Regions from separate parts of the Mus musculus genome. Here all the other regions are linked to region 1. Evidence: chromatin contacts called from public HiChIP or PLAC-seq and promoter capture Hi-C data. All regions are on one chromosome and are shown on one strand. The core of a region is the stretch at or near the end of the contact, and the rest is flanking DNA. Distances in the headings are between cores, read along the strand shown.

The links. Promoter capture Hi-C pulls out the DNA fragments that hold promoters and counts their contacts. HiChIP or PLAC-seq counts read pairs in DNA pulled down with a chosen protein or histone mark. Capture Hi-C pulls out chosen DNA fragments and counts their contacts.
Region 2: a contact with region 1 is called in an H3K4me3 HiChIP or PLAC-seq map of embryonic stem cells, with 8 times the contacts expected there. The contact joins the promoter of Fgfrl1 here to the promoter of Atp5k in region 1. A contact is called at or near these places in 11 of 39 promoter capture datasets (the C10 cell line, the HPC-7 cell line, cranial neural crest and 7 more), 3 of 484 Hi-C or Micro-C datasets (CD4 T cells, double positive thymocytes and embryonic stem cells), 11 of 115 datasets of contacts at active chromatin or transcription factors (the SCID.adh cell line, double positive thymocytes, embryonic limb bud and 6 more) and 3 of 9 other capture datasets (adipose tissue, liver and pancreatic islet).
Region 3: a promoter capture Hi-C map of embryonic stem cells shows a contact between it and region 1, with 2.6 times the contacts expected there. The contact joins the enhancer-like site here to the promoter of Atp5k in region 1. A contact is called at or near these places in 2 of 39 promoter capture datasets (cranial neural crest and embryonic stem cells).
Region 4: a promoter capture Hi-C map of adipose tissue shows a contact between it and region 1. The contact joins the promoter of Mtf2 here to the promoter of Atp5k in region 1. A contact is called at or near these places in 6 of 39 promoter capture datasets (3T3-L1-derived adipocytes, the HPC-7 cell line, cranial neural crest and 3 more), 1 of 484 Hi-C or Micro-C datasets (Sertoli cells), 2 of 115 datasets of contacts at active chromatin or transcription factors (the SCID.adh cell line and bone marrow-derived dendritic cells) and 4 of 9 other capture datasets (adipose tissue, liver, macrophages and 1 more).

The regions. Positions count from the first base shown.
Region 1 is chr5:108,432,810-108,435,732 of GRCm38.p6, forward strand. Atp5k (ATP synthase, H+ transporting, mitochondrial F1F0 complex, subunit E) reads right to left here and starts at 1,590. Exons shown (of 4, transcript NM_007507.3): 1 at 1,517-1,590; 2 at 1,217-1,271; 3 at 922-1,020; 4 at 437-528. The coding sequence starts at 1,552. The coding sequence ends at 503. Gm34319 (a long non-coding RNA gene) reads left to right here and starts at 1,592. Exons shown (of 3, transcript XR_003955776.1): 1 at 1,592-1,714.
Region 2 is chr5:108,692,613-108,695,479 of GRCm38.p6, forward strand. It overlaps Fgfrl1 (fibroblast growth factor receptor-like 1), which reads left to right and starts at 1,617. Exons shown (of 7, transcript NM_054071.2): 1 at 1,617-1,920; 2 at 2,283-2,506. The coding sequence starts at 2,440. Gm42151 (predicted gene, 42151) reads right to left here and starts at 1,454. Exons shown (of 2, transcript NR_168910.1): 1 at 1,224-1,454.
Region 3 is chr5:107,938,232-107,941,405 of GRCm38.p6, forward strand. The region is part of intron 1 of Dipk1a (divergent protein kinase domain 1A); the gene reads right to left. Among named protein-coding and RNA genes, the nearest start is that of Gm26387, 32 kb to the left of the region's middle. Within about 2 kb of position 1,385, at least 34 of the 459 cell types and tissues checked have an H3K27ac peak or open chromatin away from gene starts, as enhancers often do. A contact at or near this core is called in embryonic stem cells, where this site is marked.
Region 4 is chr5:108,063,844-108,066,980 of GRCm38.p6, forward strand. Mtf2 (metal response element binding transcription factor 2) reads left to right here and starts at 1,831. Exons shown (of 15, transcript NM_013827.3): 1 at 1,831-2,122. The coding sequence starts at 2,118.

The DNA of each region.
Region 1 (2,923 bases), core at 340-2,839:
CTGGACACAAGGGCCTAGTCGTCCAGGCCTCCTTGAATAGTTCAGCTTTAGGTCACTTTCTAAGAACTAGAGAAGAATTATCAGTTGGGGGCACAAGACCCACGTTATTGTGAAGGCATCAACACCCATCCTCCTGTACTGGGCCCGAGCTGCTGACATAAGCAGAAGAGTGCAGATCAGAGCAGAGCAAGCTGCTTCCAGGAGGCTAGGCCACTCCAGGGATTACCCCGGCATCCCTGGAGCCCTAATTTGGCCTTACCACTGCACCTTCACATGCCCCAGCACTTCTCGCTTTGTCTGTGTGTCTGGTAATGATCATTAATTCCTTTGAAACTCCACCCACTGCACCCCACCCCCGACCCTCCCTACCCAAGGAAAAGCCAGGATGCAACCACAGAGCCGGTACCTAGAAGCAAACAGTAAAGAGAGAGGAAGCCACAGCATCACACAATGAAGCTTTATTCGTTCTCAACGACTAGAGAAAAGCAAGCTCGCTGACGCCTCACTTGAGAATGCTGTCATCTTGAGCTGAAAAGTGAGAAGAGACCATGTCAAACATTATACAGACTTGGGCCACCTTACGGGGACTTGGGCTTTAAACAATCAAGAATCTAATTCCAAGAGAACCCTAACTTCATTACTAAAACCATCCTTTGCATCCCCAACTGCCTTCTCCATCTGACTGGAATCCACAGGAAGTCAACACAGAGGGGTCAGAGAGCCTGCTCAGCAGTAACCTCTCGAAAGGCAATTTGCAGATGCTACCCAAGAGAAGGGGCAGTATGCCTCTCACACTCCACTGGGCTCCACGGAGGACAGCACTGGACAAAACAGTCATGGGATGAGAGGCAGCCCCTGGTCCACTAAGCAGCAGCTACTTCCAGAAAACTCGGGGGTGTTGGGAGAGGCTAAAAGCCATACCTTCCGCCAGTTCTCTCTCAATCCGTTTCAACTCATCTAGTCTCTTCTTTTCCTCCGCTGCTATTCTCCTCTCCTCCTCTGCCCGGGGTTTTAGGTAACCTGGGGGGGAGTGGAAGCAATTAACTTCTCTGAAAATGCTGCTTCGTGAAAAAGCCGACTCCAAAATCTCCAGATAGCTGTTCCCACCTGCCCCCCTCTAGGGCCTGGCATCATCTCCCTCCCAAGGAACTGCAGGCTCGAGCAGTGTCACACAGCCTTTCACCCGGAATCCCGTTCTCCCGGTCCCCAAACTCACTGTAGCGCTTGGCGCCGTATGCCATGCCGATGATCAGAGCGGAGTACCGGCCGAACTGCAGAAGAAAACATTATAGTAGAAGGCACACCGAGGGAACAAGGGGATCGCAGGGGTCGGACATCGAGGAGTACTGGGAGAGGGAGTACGGGGCGGGTGTGTGTGCAAGGGTTGCAGGGCCGGGATTGCTCGAGACCACAGCCAGCAGTCCCAAGGGTGGGCAATGCTAAGTCACGGGAGGGGAGGGGAAAGGGGGCATAGAGGAGCTTTGAGCACCGCGCAACAACGGGGATGAGGATTCACCTTGATGAGTGGAGAGACCTGAACCGGGGGCACCATTTTGTCCGTGACCTTCGCGCCGGAAGCTCAACTGAGGCGGAAGACAGAGAATGAAAGCCGCCTCCTGAAGCCAGAAAGGCGCATGCGCCGCAGTGAAAGCGCTGCCCCCTAGCGACTGGAGGATAGCCGAGCGTTCCCACGGGGCTGGTTACTACTCTCCAGGTAGGAAGTCTAGGCTGTTAGTGTAAGCTGGCTTCAAAAGGGTGGTGACACAGAGCCTCGTTACTTCAGCACCGGCGTGTAATGACTGACCAGCCCTGGAATCTGTCGCCCACCTGTTGTGGACTGGAGCACGCAAACAATCCCTTTATCTCTTGGAACAGACGAGCACACCTGGCCGACTCCAGCGGCCCATTGGGTGCGGTGGGTTTGGGCATGAGATTACAGAACTTGTATTGGCCCTTCCTGAGAGGTCAGCAACCTTCCAGGGCTTTCCTGCAATTTCCGGCATTGGACACATATGTCCTCCGACCAGTGTTTTCTCGCCCAGAGCTCCTAATTTCCATTGGGCTTTACAGGTAATGTTCATCCAAATGAGGCTAACCCCTGCATCTCCCTGCCCACACTCTCAGGACTACAGATCCTGAGTCCTATTGACCTCCTTTTCAGGCCTCATAGAGACTGACCATGGAGCACCCAGATTGCCAAACTTACCTTTCTGCAGTCCATGTCCCCAGAGTGGGTACCTCTCTAGCAGCCATGTCGGTCTAGACCAACCCTTTGTGATCCCTTTGGCAAACACTTATCTCCAAAAGTATTTACATTATGACCCATAACAGTAGCAAGATTACAGTTATAAAGTAGCAATGAAAATAATGTTATGTATGGGGAGGGTCACATAAGGAGCTGTATTAAAGGGTCACAGCATTAGGAAAGTTGAGCATCATTGGCCTGGGATGGGGCAAGATGGAGACAAGGTGATTATCAGCTGTGTCTATTGGCAAGCATCTTTGTGTACATCTGTCATAGTATAGATTGTAGCCACCCACTGAATGGCTGGCTTTACCCCAATGCCCCATAGTGACTTGAAATCTTCCTAAGGCTGTTGATTGAACCAGCCTCCTCAGTTTTGCATTGCACCAGGGCTTGGAAAGGTACACAGTCTGTAGGGATGGGGTATCTTTTCCTGACTCTTTATAGTCCATACTTATAAAGAGAACATAATTATGAATATAAAGTGGATAAAATGCAGCAATGAAAACTGCAGGACTCATAATAGGTACCCAGCTCTCCGGGGCCATCAGAAGAGGAACCATTGCCCTAGGCTCTGGAACTTTGCCTACATTTGATCTGGAGTCAAAGCCCTAGTTCTTCTCTGTTAGAATCCTAGAAATGTTCCTAAACTGAGACGAGAATTACCCAGGCCATGTG
Region 2 (2,867 bases), core at 367-2,866, 260 kb after region 1:
GGTGCGGGGGCTGGGGGCTGGGGGCTGGGGGGGGGGGGGCGGCGGTCTCTTCAGCAGGGAACATATAAGGTGAAGGAGGCTGGAGGTGGTGACCAGGGGTTTAGGGCCTAGTGGCCAGGCAGAAGGGAAGCATAGAGTAGTGTTTCTCCCTTCCTGGCACACCTGTACTGACACACCTGTCTTTGAACAAGCCTCACTCACCTGTGGTCTCTGCACCTTCCCGTCTAACTTCAATCCATTGCCTACCTTTTTCTGCCCATTGGGCTCATTTGCTTTTAACCTCCCCACACTACAGAGCCACCTCCACACACAACTGCTCTTGGTTGGCAGCAACACAATGTTGTTGCACTACATGCTTCGGTGGCATCTCCTCACAAAACTTTCTGTGGAGCCAGGACCTACTCAGACTAGTCAGGACCCACTCTGTCTGTTTTAAATGCTTTCTGTGACCCCAGTACTAGCCCAAATTCTCTGGTAGCCCAGAGAAAGTTCCATGGGCTGCTTCTGAGACACAGCGTTGCAGTTGAGATGGGTACTTGGACCTTCATGCAGAGGAGACAAGGTTCACCTCCATTTGCCCACACTAGCCCAGAAACAGAATTTGGGGCTAGGAACACTAGGCTATTCCTCGGTTTCATTTTTCTCTGACAGGCTTCCGGAAAGAGGGGGTGCTTCTTAGCTTAGAGAAGAAAAGTTGTTTGGATCAGGGTCCTTGAAAGCGGAGCTTAGGAGTGGTCTCTTGGGAGGCACTACCGGGGCGTCAAAAATTATGGGATTTATGTTGAGAAAACTGGCAAGACTCATGTTTTGATGAATTTTGGCTCTGGTGAGTGAGGGTAGGCAGGAAGCTGTCTGGAGAGATCGCGGGGGATGGATCAGGATGCTGCTGAAGGGAGCTAGTGAGGTTTGGGAAACTCACCAGTCTTTCTGTTTGATGGGTGCAGGGGTACAGCAAGACACTTGCTAAGTAGCAAAGACAAAAGGGTGTGTTGATTACTATCACAAAGCAGGTGAGGTGCAGAGAAGTATCCAGGTGGGCTGTAGGACCCTCTCAGCCTTCCTAAGGTCCTAGGTACAACTAGATGCTCAAGTCAGGGCTTCGTTGGACTCCAGCACTGGAGATCTGCGCCATCTCCCCCCCCCCCCCCGCACCTTACCCCCCCACCCCCACCCCCCCACCCCCCGCCCTCAAACCAGAGCAGCACAGCGGCCTCTCTACTCACAAAAGCTCGAAGGTTCCGTTCAGCTCCCTTCCTCCTGTTTAAAGCCGGGAGTAGAGACAGTGCAGTAACGGCCAGCTCTGGGGGCCAGGGGCCTAGCTGGTGCAGATACCGAGTGGGCTCCGCGGCCATCAGCTGGTCTTCAGGCTAGCGGGACCGCGCGTTCCCAGAGCCCAGGGGCGGGGGCGCGGCGAGGCAGGGCCGACTGGGCGCGCTCCGGGGAGCCGCCAGCCTGAAGGGCAGAAGCACTGCGAGGGTTAAGCAGCGAGCCTGGCGGGCACGTGTGCGGATTGGAGCAAAGTTTCGGGGAGGGGCGGGGAACGGGGCGGACTGGGGCTCGCAGATTGGCCGGAAGTTGTGCGGGGCGGAGCTCAGGGCTGCTCCGCGCTCGCTCCGGGAGAGTTGACAAAGCCCCGCAGGGAAGGACGCCTCGCGGCGCGGCGCCCCGGGCCCCTCGCCCCGCCGCCCCTCTTCCCCGCCCTCGCCAAGCCTCGCCGTTTATCCGCGCGGACAGCGCGCCCCGCGCCCCAGCCCGGCCCCAGCCGCCAGCGCCCAGGTAGCGCCGCCCCGCCCAGGCCGGGCCCGGGGGCGCGGGGGGCGGGATGCGGCGCCCGGGGCAGCGATGACCGCGTCGCGCTGCTCAGGGGCCCGGCTCTGACCCCGTTGCCTGCTGCGCGCCCCCGCGCTGATCCCTGTCGAGGTGAGCCGGGCTGTACGTCCGCGACCCCCGGAGGGAGGGCTGGAATGGGTTAGAGTGCGGGGCGCGAAGGGCAGGGCCGCGATCACTGTGCGGGGCGGGAGCCGGGCTCGCGCCGTAGCTGCTCCTGTGGGGCCCGCGGCCCTGCCCCGCGCCCCGCCCCCCCTTGAGCCCCACGTGGGCCCCCCAGCGCAAATTTGTCCGCTAATGGCGCAGGCGATTATCTGCGGGGCCGCTCGGTGTTGTGTGTCCCGCGGGCAGGGCCCGAGTTACAAGCGCCAGGAATCCAGACGGTGTTTGGAAAGGGGGCGGCGGGGGCGGCTGGTAATTAGTGTAAACCCTTTGTCTGCCTTTGATACGCTCAGCGTCTACGCGCCTCGCTTCCTTTGCCTGGAGCTCGGCGCCGAGGGGGGCCGGACCCTGGCTCTGCGGCCGCGACCTGGGTCTTGCGGGCCTGAGCCCTGAGTGGCGTCCAGTCCAGCTCCCAGTGACCGCGCCCCTGCTTCAGGTCCGACCGGCGAGATGACGCGGAGCCCCGCGCTGCTGCTGCTGCTATTGGGGGCCCTCCCGTCGGCTGAGGCGGCGCGAGGTGAGTCCTGGCGCCCAGTCTGGCGCTTTGGCCTCTGCAGCGCCGCCCCTTTCCCACCAGCCCTGAACTCTGCCACACAGTGCCCGCCTGGCACACTCCTCCCCTCCCTGTCTGCTCCATCGCAGCAGATCCTCCCCCCAACCCCCATCCTTAACCTGAAGTACTGTCGGTTTTACATGCCTCTACCTCACTCTTGGGGTTACCTAGTCACAATCAGATACCCCCAGCTCACCCTCTTTGGCTGACACCTCATGTAAAGGGCCCCAGAATCATTTGACTGTTGGCCTTGCCTAGGTCCTTTCCAGGACAGCCTCATAATCTTGCATAAACACACTTTCAGGTGCATATCTAGATGGAGAGC
Region 3 (3,174 bases), core at 135-2,634, 490 kb before region 1:
AATAACAGCTGTTTTGATAACAGCAATGTTTACTTAGGAATAAAATTATAAAGAAAATGCAGGGAGATATTCTAAGAGTTGTGGCCACTTCTACACTGATAATTTCTTGTCAAAACAAACTCAAGCCCAGGCAGTAACAGGCTTTGCTCTGCCCTAACAGGAATGCTGAAAAGCAGCTAGCCAAAATCCTTCATTAAAATACAGTGACAGAATTACCTACAATGCTTAACTAAGGTAATGAATAACACTAAATGAAATCTGAAATGCTACAAATTTCTTAAATATGCAGCATATGTTTCATAGGCAAAAGACATGAATGGATTTTAAATTTTACCAAGGGTCTGTGTTGAGGAGTGTTCACCACAGCATAGCTGCAGCCATTTTGTTCCATGCCTGCCAGCTATTTCATATTGTTGCTGTAACATGCCTGCCAGTCACTGGCACAAAAAAATTGACTCAGAGCATTGTCATGCTGACCACATACCCTGTTTGGTTCTGTATGTTCTATACAAGGTTTGTTAATCTTTAAAAAAAAAAAAAATCCAGGGCTGGAGAGATGGCTCAGCCGTTAAGAGCACTTACTGCTCTTCCAGAGGTTCTGAGTTCAAATCCCAGCAACCACATGGTGGCTCACAACCATCTTTAATGAGATCTGATGCCCTCTTCTGGTGTGCCTGAAGATAGCTGAGGTGTACTCATATATAATAAACAAATAAATCTTTAAAAACAAAACATTTTTAAAAAAATCCACAAAGCTTTACATAGGACCTATCAACTTAAAGGTTAATATAAACTGTTATTTCTAAAATGGCTTGCGTCAGAGCTGACCACTGAACAGCACTTCCTGCACCTGTGTATGAGTGCATTGTGGTTTTTATCCTTTATAAACTGATAGAGGAAGATATTCATGGGTGTAGCTCCAGCTCCTCAAGTCCAAACTATGCCCCTGATCTGATCAGTATTAGGGTGTGCATTCAATAAACCACCCCTGCCTGACTGAGATCGGAGTTTGTGTGGCCTTTGTAAGGGACTCATGGACTCCAACAGTCTAGAAAGATCTTGCAGTGGAACCTGTGTTCAAACAGCCAATACCCACATAAAAGCTGGACATGGTGTGTGTCCATGTAACCCGAGAGCTGAGTGCTGGAGACAGGGATCCCAGGAGTGGACCAGTTAGCCCAGCCTGATCAGCGAGCTTCACTTACTCACCGTTAATCTCAAACAAGGCAGGTAAAGTTAGATTATAGAAGGAAGCAGCCACGTTGGAAAGAAGACATCTAATTGACTGGCAAAGTGACAAATCAGAGAAAGATATGACAAACTAGAATATGCCCAGCTCTCACTAGAAGAGAGATGAAAGGGAAAAGCTTAAGAGAGAGTACATAGAGAGAGCGGTGGGGAGGGGAGGAGAAGGGAAGAGAGAGGAGGAGAGGTGAGGAGCGGGAGAGAGGAGAGAAGAAAGAAAAGAGAAAAAGGGCCATTTTACTGGGACAGTTGTGCAGAGACAGGCTGCAGAGAGAAGACAGACACAGGTAAAGACAGAACAGGCCAGAGATGAGAAAGAGCCAGGAGATTAGAGCAGATTGCCAAACTTAGCACGAGGTCAAGCAGTGCAATTCAAGAAAACTCTGCAAAGCCAGACTGAACCAGTTAGTGTGAAGAGGAGTTTGAGCCAGATCAGCTGAGATGAAGCAGCCAGTCACAGTTCAGAAAGAACTAGGAAGGGTGAGTGTATTCAGCACTAAGCCTTAGAGGCCGAGCAGTCTAGGCCTAGATTAGATTGTATGGAGGCTAGACACTTCCAGGTCTGGGCCTAGGTTAGCAGACAGAGGCAGTAAGCCTTCACGATTATCAGGCAAATAAAAGATACTGCAACAAGTGTACACTACCAAACCTAGTTCGTGAAATGCTGGGGATTGAATTTAGGGCCCCATTTTTGTTAGTACTTTATCAACAGCTACATGTCCAGCTTCAGATCTGTGTATTTGTTCTTTATTTAATCTCCTGGAAGCACTGGACTGAATGAGCCATCCCACTAACCTCCCCATGTTTTTATAAAAATATTTATTTATTTATTTATTTATTTATTTATTTATTTATTTATTTATTTATTTATATGAGTACACTATAGCTGACTTCAGACAGCACCAGATGAGGGCATTGGATCCCATTACAGATGGTTGTGAGCCACCATGTGGTTGCTGGGAATTGAACTCAGGACCTCTGGAAGAGCAGTCAGTGCTCATAACTGCTGAGCCATCTCTCCACCCCCCTCCCTGTATTTTTTAAGCCTTAAAATACTACTTTGTGTTTTAGTCTAGGGTGTTATTAATTTAAAAATTATATCAAACATTTCTTAAAAACAGCTGAGTGGTTGCTTTATGGGGGTAAGTGACTGACAGGATTATATGAGAAAATTTTAAGAAAATGGAAATGTCAGTATAATTCATGTGTTGGTTAGCCTATGAATACATTTGTCTAAACTGGTCCGACTACACAACTGAAAACTAAACCGGTCTTTATTTTGTCAATTATACCTCAGTAAGACACATTAGAAATATACCAAATATTAAAATACTTTTAGATTTAAACACATCTAAATGTCAAATTCTAAAAAATGTCTATAAAATGTCTTTCTTAACTCTGTTAGCCGGACTGGACAACAGACAACCAACCCCAGGAAAGTACTAGTCTTGGGAGGAGTGGGTGTGTGTGTGTGGGGGGGAATAAGGAGCATGAAGTAGAGGAGGAGGAGGTAGTGATGGAGAAGGAGGAGGAGGTAATGATGGAGGAGGAGGAGGTAGTGATGGAGGAGGAGGAGGTAGTGATGGAGGAGGAGGAGGATGCAGTGATGGAGGAGGAGGAAGTAGTGATGGAGGAGGAGGAAATGGAGGAGGAGGAGGTAGTGATGGAGGAGGAGGAGGATGCAGTGATGGAAGAGGAGGAGGTAGTGATGGAGGAGGAGGAAATGGAGGAGGAGGAGGTAGTGATGGAGGAGTCGTTGATAATAATTAACAAGAACAAAAATCTACTAAACTCCATCATTTCCAAAACATAGAGAATAAATGAGTGTGTAGTTTCAGAGCTTATAAAAGAGCTTCTGTTTTCTAGGCTGGCAGAGCCTTCCTTTCCTGAGCAGAGGTAACTAAGCACGAGTCTCTGCTCACCTCGTGA
Region 4 (3,137 bases), core at 581-3,080, 370 kb before region 1:
CCTCTGGAAGAGCAGTCAGTGCTCTTAACCACTGAGCCATCTCTCCAACCTCTTTTAAAAGACTTACCTATTTTTATTTTATGTACTATGCTGTTTTGCCTCTTAGAATTAGAGCTAAAGACACTGTGATCTGTCATGTGGGTGCTGGGAATTGAACACAGGTACTCAAGAGCTCTTAACTACTGTGTGTGTGTGTGTGTGTGTGTGTGTGAGAGAGAGAGAGAGAGAGAGAGAGAGAGACAGAGACAGAGACAGAGTGTGTGTGTGTGTGTGTGTGAGAGAGAGAGAGAGACAGAGACAAGAGAGTGTGTGTGTGTGTGTGTGTGTGTGTGAGAGAGAGAGAGACAGAGACAGAGAGACAGAGACAGAGAGAGAGAGTGTGTGTGTGTGTGTGAGAGAGAGAGAGAGACAGAGACAGAGAGAGTGTGTGTGTGTGAGAGAGACAGAGAGAGTGTGTGTGTGTGAGAGACAGAGAGAGACAGTGTGTGTGTGAGAGAGTCAGATACAGAGACACATGAGAGAGAGAGAGAGACAGAGAGAGAGAGAAAGAGGGAGAGACACAGATTGATATAATGTACTGAATAAAATATACTGTATAATACAAAGCTAGCCATGGTGGCTCAGGCCTTTTAATCCCAGTACTGAGGAGGCAGAGACAGGAAGATCTCTGTGAGCTTGAGGCAAGCCTGGTCTACACAATGAGTTCCAGGACAACCAGAGCTATATAATAGATAGACTCTGTCTTCAAAAAAGAAAAAAAAATGTAGTATAATATGAATATGCCTATTTGCCAGATTTTTCAGAACCTAGGTAAAGGGAACTCTTTTTTGTTTTGTTTTGTTTTGTTTTTCGAGACAGGGTTTCTCTGTATAGCCCTGGCTGTCCTGGAACTCACTCTGTAGACCAGGCTGGCCTTGAATTCAGAAATCTGCCTGCCTCTGCCTCTCAAGTGCTAGGATCAAAGGCGTGCGCCACCACCGCCCAGCTTAAAGGGAACTCTTGAAATATGAGTGAAAGGAATTTAGATCATAAGAGGTATTTCTTCAGAGAGAAAATTCAGTACTGCCTCTGTGACATAATCTGTGATAAAAAGTATATGACTCTGAAAATATTTTCACAAAATAGAAACGTATTACAGGTGTTTCTATAAGTGCTGGGTTGCATTCAAATATAAGTCAAAGATATAAGCATGCATTCCATTTATCAGCTGGGCCTCATATAAAAGCCTGCAATAGTATGAAAGTTGTGTGTTCCTTCAATCAACTGCTTTGCAGGAGGGTATGCTCAAATTTCACTACAATTAGGAAAGGTCACAAAGCAGGTAAACAGGGAAAAAAAAATCTCGTTCATCGTCAGAGGAAAAAAAAGTGAAAATCTCCCATTACAGATTCCAGATAAGTTTGGATTTGGATAGTATTCATTGAACGAAATTTGCCATCCAGGGTCTCCTCCCCACTTAAGGGGATTATAACAGCAGGCCTCTAGGTGAAGGTAAAAGAAAAGTATTTTTTCCAGTTAATAATTTCCTTTCTTCAGAAAGGAAATCACCCCATCAAGATGTACTGAGCAATATCCTATTTCTGAGGGCATTAAAAAAGACCGCACGAAAGACTGGACACGATCTCTCTTTTTAAAAGACCTAGTAAGGCAAGCATCAGCGTCGGGAAGCGCTGCGCTCACTATTGTGTCTGCACCGGCAGCAAGAGGACTTAATTCCACCGCGACGTTAAAGAGTCCCTCTTTGTTCAGCGCTGGTCCGGGACGCAGGGCGCGGTGTTCCTCCGCGCTCGCCGCGCAGGCCCCGCCCCTCTGCGGCTCTGGAGAGCTGCCATTCGGCCCCGGAGTAGCTCCGCGCTCCCAGAATGCACCGCTAGTCCGCGGGAAACCAAAATGGCGAAGGGCTGTTGCGAAGTGGTCTGTGTTTGAGGCCGGTGTGAGCACGCACATTCTCCTTCCTAACCCTCGTCCCCAAGGAACTCGGTGTGTGTGTGCGTGTGCGCAGGGCTCCCGCTGGGGCGGGTGCCCAGGGAGTGCCCGGACTCGCGGGGGAGCGCCCACGGGAACGAGATTGCTTCTATTTTCCTGTATGAAGCGGTTGGCACCACTTAAGTGACCGAATGAGGTGAGAGACCTTGGCCTGGGAACCGACTCTTTGGGAGGAGGTTGGGATGAGGAGAGACGAAAGAAAGGAAGCAAAAGAAAGGGGAAAGATGGAGGCTCCGCTTTGGGCAAGGGAGTCCTGTGTGGGGGTGTTTTTGCATTGATGCATATGTTGAAAGAATGGATCGGGAGGGGTAGTCAGTGAGATGTTGGTAAAAATAGGGACTGGGGGAAGGAGCGGGGCGCCCCGCTCGGGAGTCAGTTGGTGGAATTAGATAAAACGTTGAGACAGGGAAGCTGTGTTTGGAGGGCAGGAAGGAACCTGGGGGCGGGAGACGGTTGGAGGGGCAGGATGAACCTGGTGATGAGGGGGTGGGGAACCGAGGGGAGGAGCCGTCAGAATGCGGGGAGCCTAGTAGAGGGGCTGACTGGCACTTTAAGGGGTGCTAAGGAAAGTAGCAGTTTGGAACCAGAGGGTGCTGGAATTGTGTGGAATTGTGGTAGGGGAATCTAGTGGTGGGCTAGATAGCTAGCGTACGAGGATGAGGAAAATACCCTGGAAAGCAAGCCCTGGAAGCTTAAAGAGAAGAAGTGATAGGTGAATTGATACGGGGAAGAGATAGCTTTTATTTGGAGGCATTTCTTCCGTTCAATTAAAATTTCTTGCCCTGATAATTTGTATTCATCATTACAACTTAGTTACTTACGGCACTAAGGGGTTTAACCAAAATTTTCCAGGATTTCTTAACACATTTCCATAGTGCCAGAACTCTTAACTGTGATTTACAATCTGCAGTCCTTGGTGGTTAATTTTTTCTTTGGCAGAGATGGATTTATTGAGTGGTACGAGAGATTGTGAACAATAGGAAAAGGGGTATGGAATGCTGTTTTATTCTTTAAAACCTTTAACTTTGGTTGAAGATATTACCATGCAACAGTAGTTAGAATTTGAAAACCCAGACAAGCCTGTAATTGACATAGAAAAGTACCTCATGAGATCAAAGTAGAGCTAGAAATATGTTAGTGGTTGGTTGACT